2 separate regions of the Rattus norvegicus genome follow, and region 2 is linked to region 1. The links are chromatin contacts, called in public Hi-C maps. All regions are on one chromosome and are shown on one strand. Each heading gives the region's core, a stretch centred on a gene start, on an enhancer-like site or on the middle of the called end of the contact. The rest is flanking DNA. Distances are from core to core; before and after follow the strand shown.

What was found. A called contact is a pair of places that touch in the nucleus more often than the background predicts.
Region 2: a contact with region 1 is called in a Hi-C map of prefrontal cortex, with 2.1 times the contacts expected there. The contact joins two enhancer-like sites. A contact is called at or near these places in 10 of 12 Hi-C or Micro-C datasets (the A7r5 cell line, the Rat2 cell line, Schwann cells and 6 more).

The regions. Positions count from the first base shown.
Region 1 is chr3:176,436,855-176,442,124 of GRCr8, forward strand. B4galt5 (beta-1,4-galactosyltransferase 5) reads right to left here. Exons shown (of 5, transcript NM_001108608.1): 5 at 219-1,635. The coding sequence ends at 1,596. Among named protein-coding and RNA genes, the nearest start is that of B4galt5, 14 kb to the right of the region's middle. Within about 2 kb of position 2,002, at least 38 of the 93 cell types and tissues checked have an H3K27ac peak or open chromatin away from gene starts, as enhancers often do. A contact at or near this core is called in prefrontal cortex, where this site is marked.
Region 2 is chr3:176,487,062-176,491,754 of GRCr8, forward strand. No RefSeq gene overlaps it. Among named protein-coding and RNA genes, the nearest start is that of B4galt5, 36 kb to the left of the region's middle. Within about 2 kb of position 2,005, at least 86 of the 93 cell types and tissues checked have an H3K27ac peak or open chromatin away from gene starts, as enhancers often do. A contact at or near this core is called in prefrontal cortex, where this site is marked.

The sequences.
Region 1 (5,270 bases), core at 752-3,251:
AAACTCACACACACTGGCAATGACAAACCTTCAATTCATAGCAGTTTGTGATTACAATGCAAGCAGAATCGGGTAGAAAGCAACCAGGACTGCCCACCAAGAATGGTCTGGAACCAAATCTTCCCTTCGTTTTGCTGGTGTCCCCCGTGTGTAGTGTTCTACAGAGGAGGGGGACCTCCATGAAAGGCAGTTGGAAAGAGAGATGACCACCAAGGTTTGGTTATTGAATATGTATTTTTTACTGAAAAAATCATTCATAAATTAACATACAAAAATGTACAAACACATGAGTGAACAATGTAATGACAAGGACTATTTCTGTGAAAAGTGTTTTTAAAACATCTTTAGGCTTCAGTGCAAAAATGTCCCCCTGGCACCTTTAAAACAAAGAGCAAGCTCAGAACAAAGACAGTAATGGTGGCTAAGCCAGTGGCGTCAGTGCCTCGTCGATGGTAGGCACAGTCAGTGTGTGCTCTGCCGCTCTGAGGAAGGAACTCGATGACAGGAGTCCCCATTTTAGCAAAATTAAAGTTTTGCAAATCCCCCCTCCCCAAAGAAAGCCTGTGCGGAGAGAGACCTTGCACACACAGGGCAGTCAGTCAAGGGCAGGTCGGCTTAAGGGTCACTCGTCTGTAGCATGGAGTAATTTCAGCTGCCAAAGTACACCAAGGTCACACTTGATTCTCAATGTCATTTTCTTTAAGCAATGACCTAATGTGTGGTCCAGTGGTGTGGCTCTGACTGTGACATTTCCCACTCGGTATGTGACTGGGCGGACAATGACTGACAGTGCCCACAAGAGTCCACACTAATAACAAACTTGGACATGATTGCAAGGGAACATAAGTGACCCGACTTGAGCAGTAAAAAGACCTTTCTTTGTCCCCAAATCTGCATTTTCCTTCTTAAATCAAGTATCAGCCTTTGGCTTAAAAAGGTGCCCTGTGGCTATTGTGAGGATGCAGGGCTTCAGCCAGGACACATGCTACACACACCACTGTCCCTCCAAGGACACCAAGGCTCTACCACAGCGACAGCATCCCTGACCTTCAGAGTGGAAACAGAAGGATGAGGGGAGAGGGGGCTGGACCCGTGACTCAGTGGCAGAGCTCTTGCCTAGCACATCAGCCATGGGTTTCCTTCCCCGCACTGTAAAACTAACACAGGGGGCAGAGGGTTGAGCCGGGCAGGCGGAACCCAATCTTTATTGCTGTGTGTACCGTAAGACAAAGGCAAGTCAACGCAGCGCCTCGTGCAGCTCCTTGCCCAGTGCAAACAGATGACGTGGTTCACCAGCGCTCTCAAGGGCAGGCACCTGCTCTCTCATACGAGCGGGAAGCGCTCTGCAGCGCCATCTGTTCCCTAGATACCACTCTACTCTACAAAAAGAACAAAAAAAAAGGCCTGGCCAATCACTCCCACAGTCTGTGGGGATCATCTGTCCTCAGAACCAACTGTGTGATGTAAACCCCATCCCCGTGTATCTACACCCCACCCCCACCCATGTAAACCATGAACATCAAGGGTGCTGAAGGCAAAAAGGCGAAGAGCAGAGGCCAGAGGAGAACGCTCCTCGCCACACACAGATCCCTGCTTCAGGGACAGAGGCTGCAGGGAGGCAGACACAGGAAGGAGCTCTGGTTCAGGAAGGAGGTGCCCTTTAGGAGCTGATGTCAGGAAGCAGGGGGACTGCTGGGCCGCCTGTCAAGGATCTGGTGAGAGCTCACCTGGACCCTGGCCGCCATGCACCCCAGTGCCACCTGCTCCCTGGCTGTGCCCTCCCCAACCAATGGCTTCTTAGCACAAGCACAGCAGCTTCCTAGAAACTAAAAAGGGAAACGGAGAAATCACTGAAGCCAGCTGGTCATGCAAGCAGGGCCCAGAGAAACTGTGGCCAAGTTCCAAAGAAAAGAGGGAACAGTCACCCAACAGCCACTCTGCATGTGAGATGTGGAGCTGGAGTGGGCTGCATACACAGCACAGGCTGACTTGGAACTTGTGACATAGCTCACTGGCCTCAGATCTCCTGTTCTCCAGGCCCTGCCAGCCACACTGGAGTGATAAGCCTGTGCCCTGTGCCTCTGCCTCCCCTCCCCCTACACATCCCGGCTGGCTCGGGGTCTGTAAGAGGGGACAGCACTGTGCCCCGAACAGTATTTCCAGCTTAGCTGCTGAGTCTCTAGGAGGAAGACCCTATAGAGGGGGAAGGAGGAAGGAAGGGAGGGGAGAGGCAGGAAAGGAGGGGCAGGGCAGACAAGAGGGGCTGTAAGGACCGGACTGCATTCATTTCCTTCCTAGATGACTGGGACTTGGGAGATGGCACTCAACTGTGTGGGAACCAAGTTGTGTTTGCCACCCAAGGTGATCTTAATATGTGAAGCTCTCACTTTGAAGTGGAGCCAGCTATAAAATTAAACTTTAAAAAGGCATCTTACATGGCTTATTTACAACTGCACTTCTTCAAGAAGTGACTGGTATGTGTCTATCACCCCAAGTTCCTCCCCTCCGCCCTCAGTCCCCACCTAAAGCAGAAAAATTTCTTTAAAAAGAAAAGAAAAAAAAAAAAACCCTAAACTAAACCAAATGAAAGCCAAAGAGAACTCCAGAGATGCAGAGACCGGCATAGCCGGTCTGCTTCAAGCCAGGGCTGGCTGACCATGGAAGCCTCTGGGCTTGGCCATCCGTCTATCCTAGGGGCGCCTAGCCTGGCCCTGCAATTCTGGAGGTTGCAGCTGAGACAGGACCTGGGTGGACGGAAGAGAGCAGCAGGGCAGACATCTGTCTTGTGGAATAGAAGCCAGTGCTGATGACAGTGTCCTCAAGTCTCCTGTCCCTGTTGGGCCCTGCAGCGAAGGCCTTTGTGCATGTGCTCTGTGACAGTTTTCTGGAGCCCTGTGGTCCTGTGCTCCACTCTCTTTCTGTCCTCCTGTGTTGACCCCACGATGGCGCATCACAGCCTGTCCGAGGGGTGGGTAGGTGGGTGTGGTTTCTCCTCGAGTCTCAGTACTCAGTCACCTGAGCCAGCTCGGGTGTCAAGTTGACAGTTATGTTTTTATACAAGGCGTCGTACGTGACGTTAGCAGAGTAGCTCAGATTGTTGAGACCGTCCAGTCCTTGCCGCTCCTTTGACTTCCTCAGCAGAGCGTACCTGGGAAGCCGAGGACAGAGGGGGACGAGAGCTGATATCCCAGCTTCACAAGCCAAGGGCAGCTGCCTGGGCCAGCCTCACAGCAGCTCATCTAATGCCTCTTAGGCCCAAGGAAATGGAGGCCCCAGAGTCTAATCCAAGGTCAGAACTGGGAAGCTCAGGAAAGAGATTTTCAGAGGAGCGGACAAAAAGTAGTCAGGCTTAGAGCCCTACCACCCCCTGGTAGACACCTTCACAGCTCGGGTGTTAGCAGAGGTGACCCAACTCCCTGCCTGCAGAGGAGATCCGAGGATCTAAGGCTCACCAATGGTCACCTAAAATGTCGACCTTGGTTAATCAGAAGAGATGCACACCCATGATGCCCACCCACACACAGGCACAGGGGTGTACAGCCAGTGATCCCAGCACTGAGGGGGTCGAAGGCAGGAGGACAGTGCTGGAGGCCAGGCCGAGGCACAGAGACAAACTCAACAGAACAGGCCTGGCTAAGGAAGGTGAGGGAAGAAAGTGGCTGAAAGCCACCCTGAGGACCAGAACACAGTACCAACCTGCCAAGAAACTGGACCTCTCCTCGATGGTGGTGAGGAATGGACTTGTATTTTCCTGTGTCCCCTTCTGGCCGGCTCACAGAATAGCCTGCATTTTGTACCCTGTCCAAAACCAAAGGAGTAACAGTGAGACGCTAGAGAGACTAGTAAACTTTACAACACCTCATGACCTCACCAGCAGCAATGTCCAAGCACTTCTCACTCAGCTAACTGATCTGATGGTCACTCAGCAGCCAACTTTTCGTGTGTGTGTGTGTGTGTGTGTGTGTGTGTGTGTGTGTGTGTGTGTGTGCGCGCGCGCATGTGTGTGCATGCACATGCACTTGTGTGCTTGTGAAGGTAAGAAGACAACCTTGCATGTTGCATGTCTCTTCAGGCACCATGTGACTTTCCTTTTTGGAGACCAGGCCCCTCGCTGGCCTAGAGCTCATCACACAGGTGGACAGCCAGGGGATTTGAGGCCTCCACTTCCCATGGCTGGGATTATGGTGGTGCTACTGAGACCAACAACCTTTTTGAGACAGGGTCTTCTGTGTAGCTGACTCCCTATATAGATCTGTCTGACCTGGAACTCACAGAGATTCTCCTGCCAAGGGCGGGGATTAACAGCATATGCGACTGTGGTGGTTTCCTGACAAATGTACCCTGTAGGCTTCAGTATTTGAACCCTTGGTCCCCAGACAGCAGTGCTGTTTGGGGAAGGTTAAAAGATGTGGCCTTGCTGGAAGAAGCCAGTCACTGGAAGCAGGCACTGAGAGTTCACAGCCATTTCCAGTTTGCTCTCGCCACTTCATGCCTGAGGTTGAAGACTTGTGCTCCCAGCAGCCTGTCCCAGCTACATGCCCGCTGCCTCTCTGCCATGACGACTCTACTCCTCTGCAGCCTGAGCCCAGATACACCCACTCTTCTCTAGGTCGCCTTGGTCCTAGTGTAAAGTAACTGGTACAGCCACCACTCTCATGGCTTCAGAGACCAAGGTCAGAGCTTTGACAAGGAACTATCCCCTGGCTTTCCCTGTTTTTAAGAGAGTGAGAGGGAGGGTGGGAGGGAGGGAGAAAGAAGAGTCAGGACTAGTGCTTGCTAGAAAACATTCCATTCCTGAGCCACACCCCAGTACCTGCCACGTTGTGTTTTTCGACTGTGTAGTCACACTAAATATTTAATCAATCTGGAGAAATGCTTGCCAGTGGGAACAAAGGATGGCGTACTCCCGACTGCTCACCAGCAGGTTAACTAGCATTTCTGTCTGAGGGGGCTGGGAAGATAGCTCAGGTGATAAAAGTGCCAATCTTGCGAGACTGAGGCCTTAAGTTGGGATCTCCAAGAAGCCATGTAAACGCTGGCCCAGTGCTATGTGTCTATACCCCCAGCACTGGGCAGGGGAGAGAGGGAGGGGCAGCTCGCCCCTGGAGTTCAGTGCTAGCCAGCCTGGCTGAGTCAGTGAGCTCCAGGTTCACTGAAAGATCCCCACACTGCAGGGACACGCCTGTGAGCAGGTCACCAGGCGGCCCACCTTCACCTTGGGGGTGGGAGGGTGTTCCACCGACATGGCCACTTGGTGCAGAGAGCCACAG
Region 2 (4,693 bases), core at 755-3,254, 50 kb after region 1:
CCAGCCCTGCTGGTCCTATTCTTGACCAACAGACTTTGAATGGCAATGGATCTGTTCTCTCAAACACTTCTAAAGTCACTAATGAAATCCCAAAAGAGTTGAGTCTTGCAGTGACACAGGGTTTAGGATGCTAAGCCTGGTGGTGGCACACACAGGAGCTCCACTGACCTACAATCTACTGCAGAGAAATCTAAGTTAAGTTTCATTTCTGTTGGAGAGCCTGGCTTCTATTCTTTCTCATCAAAAACAGCTGATCACCATGGAGATGCAGGACATACACAGACCCAGACCAGAAACACCTGTCACTTTCACAAAAGGACAAAAAATAGAGGGTCTGGCTGGAAGATGCCTGTAAGTTTAAACCCATCACTCCACACCCATTTTATGAGAATCTAATATCCTGTTTGCTAATGAGCTCTCTTCTCAATTAATTCCACTAATTAGTTATCTATTCTTGTTCAGCCAAAATGCCTGCCCTTCTACTTGGCAAGCCTAACAAGCCACAGTAATTATACATCCCTAGTGGGACGCCACTCACCCAGTCAGTTAGGACAATCTCAAGTTAGCTTTTTCGTCTTCAGAGGTCAGGCTGGCAGCATGAACACCAACTTTCAACCATCAAGTGAAAGCAGGGGAGAACCTCCCACTCTCTGGAAATTTCTCTGCCAGTTCCGAGTTGCCAGGTCAACAGAGAACAGCAGCATTTACTACTACCGATCTCAAAGGCACTTCCCCTCAGCGGCACCCATCCCAACCATCCAGAATTCTCGCCCTCGGCCCCACCCCCAACAGCATCTTCTCATTTTTCACCATGGGCCGAAGTTTTCTCTAGCACTCCAAGACTATATTAAAGCAGGCAAGTCAGTCGCATTTCTTAAACCTATCCCCTTCTGTCCCCCAAACTACCTGTAACAGCAGATATTTATTTATGTATTTATTTTGAAGACTTGGGGCGTCCGCTATAGCGATAAAAGCTTAAAGGGCATTTATGGCCCTCCGTCCCTTATAGGCTGGGATTCGTGCCCCCATTTCACAGGAGAGAAGCTGAGGGCCCAAGGTCATACAGGACATCCGACCTCAGTGTCCTCTGCCTTTAACCCTCACGCTGCCTTTGCCTTCCCATCAGCGTCCAGTCTGTTCCGGGAAGGGCTCGTTTTCGCCCCAGGCGGTCTCCCCCTCTAAAGGGCGGGCCTTGGAGAGCTGCTACCCATCCGTTTCTTCTCTGAGCGCCCCCTCCCTTCCACCTGGCACCGCTTCCCCAAGGCCCCTGTCACAGCACCTCCTCCAAAGCCAATTCAAACTTCCCATCGGTCCCCAGAGCAGGTCGGGTCCGCTATGAGGAGCCGCGGGCGAGCGGCGGGCTCCGGGGAGGAGGAGGGGGAGGGGAAAGGGACGCGCAGCCCGCAGCACCGCCGGGTCTGGGCAGCCAACGCGCGGCCGCGGGGGGCGCGGGCGGCTGCGTCAGGGAGGAGGCCGCGCGTGCGGGCGGGCTGCGGGGTGGCGCGGCAGGAAACGGCGAGTCACGGAGCGCGGGGCCGGCCGGGGCGGCGGCGCGGGCCGCGGCGGGAAGGGGCGTGGGGTGGCCGCGGGGTCGCCTTCCTACCTATGCCGGGCGCCACATAGACGAAGTAGAGCAGCGAGGACGACAGCGAGAAGAAGAAGAGCGCGGCGAGCAGGGAGCGGCGCGGCAGCCGCAGCAGCCCCCGGCGGGCGCGCATGCTGAGCCGGCGGCCGCTCGAGGGCCGACCCGGGCCCCGCTCCCGCCGCTCCGGTTCGCCGCCTGGGCCTCGGTCGCCGCCTTCCGGGCTTCGCGCGCCGCCGCCTCGCCGCTTTCAGCCGCCGGCCGCCGCGGGCCGGGCCACATGAGGCGGGAGGGGGCCGGCGACCAGAGGAGCGCAGCGGCGGGGGCGAGGCGGCGGGGCGGGGCCTGGTAAGAGGGCGGGGTGATAGGCGGGGTCTGATGCTGAGGGCGGGGCGAGGGCAAGGCCCGCAGCCTGAGGAGCAGATGGGGGTACCAAACCTAAGGCAGGCCTGATGGGGACCGAAGAGGGGCGGGGCCTAGAGTAGGGGCGGGACGAGGGCGGGGCCTGATGTTAAGGGTGCTGCCGCGAGCCTGAGAAGCACACCGGCCGGGACCGGGCTTGAGATCTGATGGAGAAGGGGATAAGGGCGGGGCCGCGAGCATAACAAGCATTTTGCCCCTGACCAAGCCTGAAACCTGACGGGGAGGAGAGAAGGGCGTGGCCTGAGGCAAGGGGGCGGGAATGGGCAGGGCCTACAGGCTGGGGAAGCACATCTCTGGGGCGGGGCCTGGATATGGGGGCGGGGCGGGGTTCACGCGCGTGCACCCTAGCCGCAAGATCCTCGAGCGGCCGCCGCCCATGCTGGCAGGAAGCGTCTCGCTAGTACTAGTTGGTTCCCGTGCGAGCACCCCACGCGGCGGGGGTCGAGGGCGGCGGACAATGTGTGAGTAGCCAGTTAGCGGGCCGCTTCAGGAGAGTAGGGATGCAGAGGCCCAGGCACTCGTGTTCGCCCTCATTCGTCCATTCCAGTCACCATTTAGGATAAATTGGCAGTTACGGATCCTGGGGCTGGGGATGCTCCACGGAGCAAAGGTTCCTCTGGGAACCTGCATTCATGTGGATAAGAGAAAAAAGTCAATAATAACAGATGATGATGAGAGATATGAAAACAACTGAACATGAAAATGTTTTTAATGCATTCTGCTCTGGTGTAGGGTGGGGGCATGAAGGGGGACTCCGTAGGTGGCATGAACACAAAAGGGTGAGAAAGTGCAAACTGGAAAAAGAGAAGCCCCACTAAGGGGAACAACAAATGCAAAAGCCCAAAGGAAGAAGGGGCTTGATCTGCCTTCAATGAATCCAAGGCCAGCATGGATAAAATCCCAGGAAGGAAAGAGAGATCCAAACGAGGTCACATCCTACTGGACAGAACATTAGTGGCAACTGTCGAGATGGGGCTTCTCAGCCAATAACAGCCTAAGTCCTGAGGTAGTGACTCCCCCACTGTGCCCTTTAACCCTATGGCACAGATGAGAGAACAAGTTTCTGGAAAGACTAAATTGTGAAGTAAGGGCTCAAATTGAAAGTGGCCTGCCACCCAGGCTTGACCACTAACGCCATTTACATTTCTCATTCTGCACTGTCGTGTGTGTTTCTGAGCCCTGACTTTCCCTTCTTCTCTAAAGCCACCCTTGGGTTATGTGTTCCTTTTGGTTTCCCAGATCAGAGCTCCACAAGGACAGGGATTTTGTTTTCTTTCCTGCTGCATCTGTCCCCAGAGCTCAGTGCCCAGTCCCCAGAAGAGCAGCAGAGGGATGCGGAGTACCCGCTAACACCAGAGGAAACAGATGGCTAGTTCCAAAAGTCCCAGAGCAGGCTCCACAGGAAAGTAAGTGAGCTTGGGGCAGGATTCCTCAGAGGGAAGGCATCCATGCCTGGCCTTGGATTCACTGAAGGCAGATCAAGCCCCTTCTTTGGACTTTTTCAGCCAACCTCCACGCTTGCACACCAATATATTCAAGATAAGTAAAATAGATATTATAGAAAATGTTTAAAAGAAAAAGAGCATAGGAAGTCAAGGTGGGTTTAGAGGGGATGAGATGGGTCTTTTCAGGCTGAAGCATCCGCCCTAGTAAGCAAAGAAGCATGGCCAGAGGCTCAACAGGACCCTAAAGACTGCTAGTCCCGTTTCTTCCTGTCCTCCTCCTTCATCCTGACCAGTTCTTCCTGCCGTGCCCTTGCCCTGTCCTCTGACCTCTACTCAGTAAACATGAGACTCATGAAAGGTCTTGTTAAGCAGAGGCCCCCTGTTGCTCCTGACTGGGATTCCACGGTGAGGATTGAGGACAGAGTCTCTGTAAAGTGTCCAGCCTGTAATAGGTACTGAAGCAATTCGAATCATTCCTGTTCTTAACACAGTCAATCCACCGACTGCCAGACCCTGTCTCAAAGGAGAATCGCAAGTAACAAGGCTCTTTCCTCAAACTCTCCTGAAGGTTCCCCATGCCTGCCCTGAGGGAACCATTACACAATGCATAAACATGTAGGAATGAGATAGCATCTCTGGGCAGGACTGTCTCGATTCCAATTCCCAGGGGCAGAGAAAAACCAACGCCTTTGTAAAGGTCGCCCAGGTCCTGAGCCGCTGAGTGTTTCTCCAGTCTGAAACCCACGAAGGCTGAGTATAGTTGACTGGGTGGTGTCTCCAGTCTGAACCCCATGTATGCTGAGTGTAGTTGACTGGGTGGTTCCTGTGGTCAATCACTCCCTTTCAACAGAAACGAAACTCAGCATGAAAAGAAAAGGTGGCACTTCTGGCAGCAGCTTTGAGAGCTGGTAAATCCTCAGGGTGACACCGGCCTGTAATGCCAGCACTTGAGAAACTGAGGCCAGTCCAGGGGCTGCTGTTCACATCAGTACAGCCCAGTCTATCCTAACTAATCAGGATTATGCTACATTGAAACCTGCTTCCTCAAACCTTTTCAAATAAGATTCACTTAATTATATGTATGTTGCAGGGGTAAGGGGGTGTATGCACATGAGCGCACATGCCTGCTGAAACCAGAAGAGGAAGGTAGATCCTTCTGGAACTGGAGTGACAGGCAGTCCAGAGGCAAGGGGATTGCCACAAGTTCAAGACCAGCCAGGGCTACATATAATAAGACCCTGTT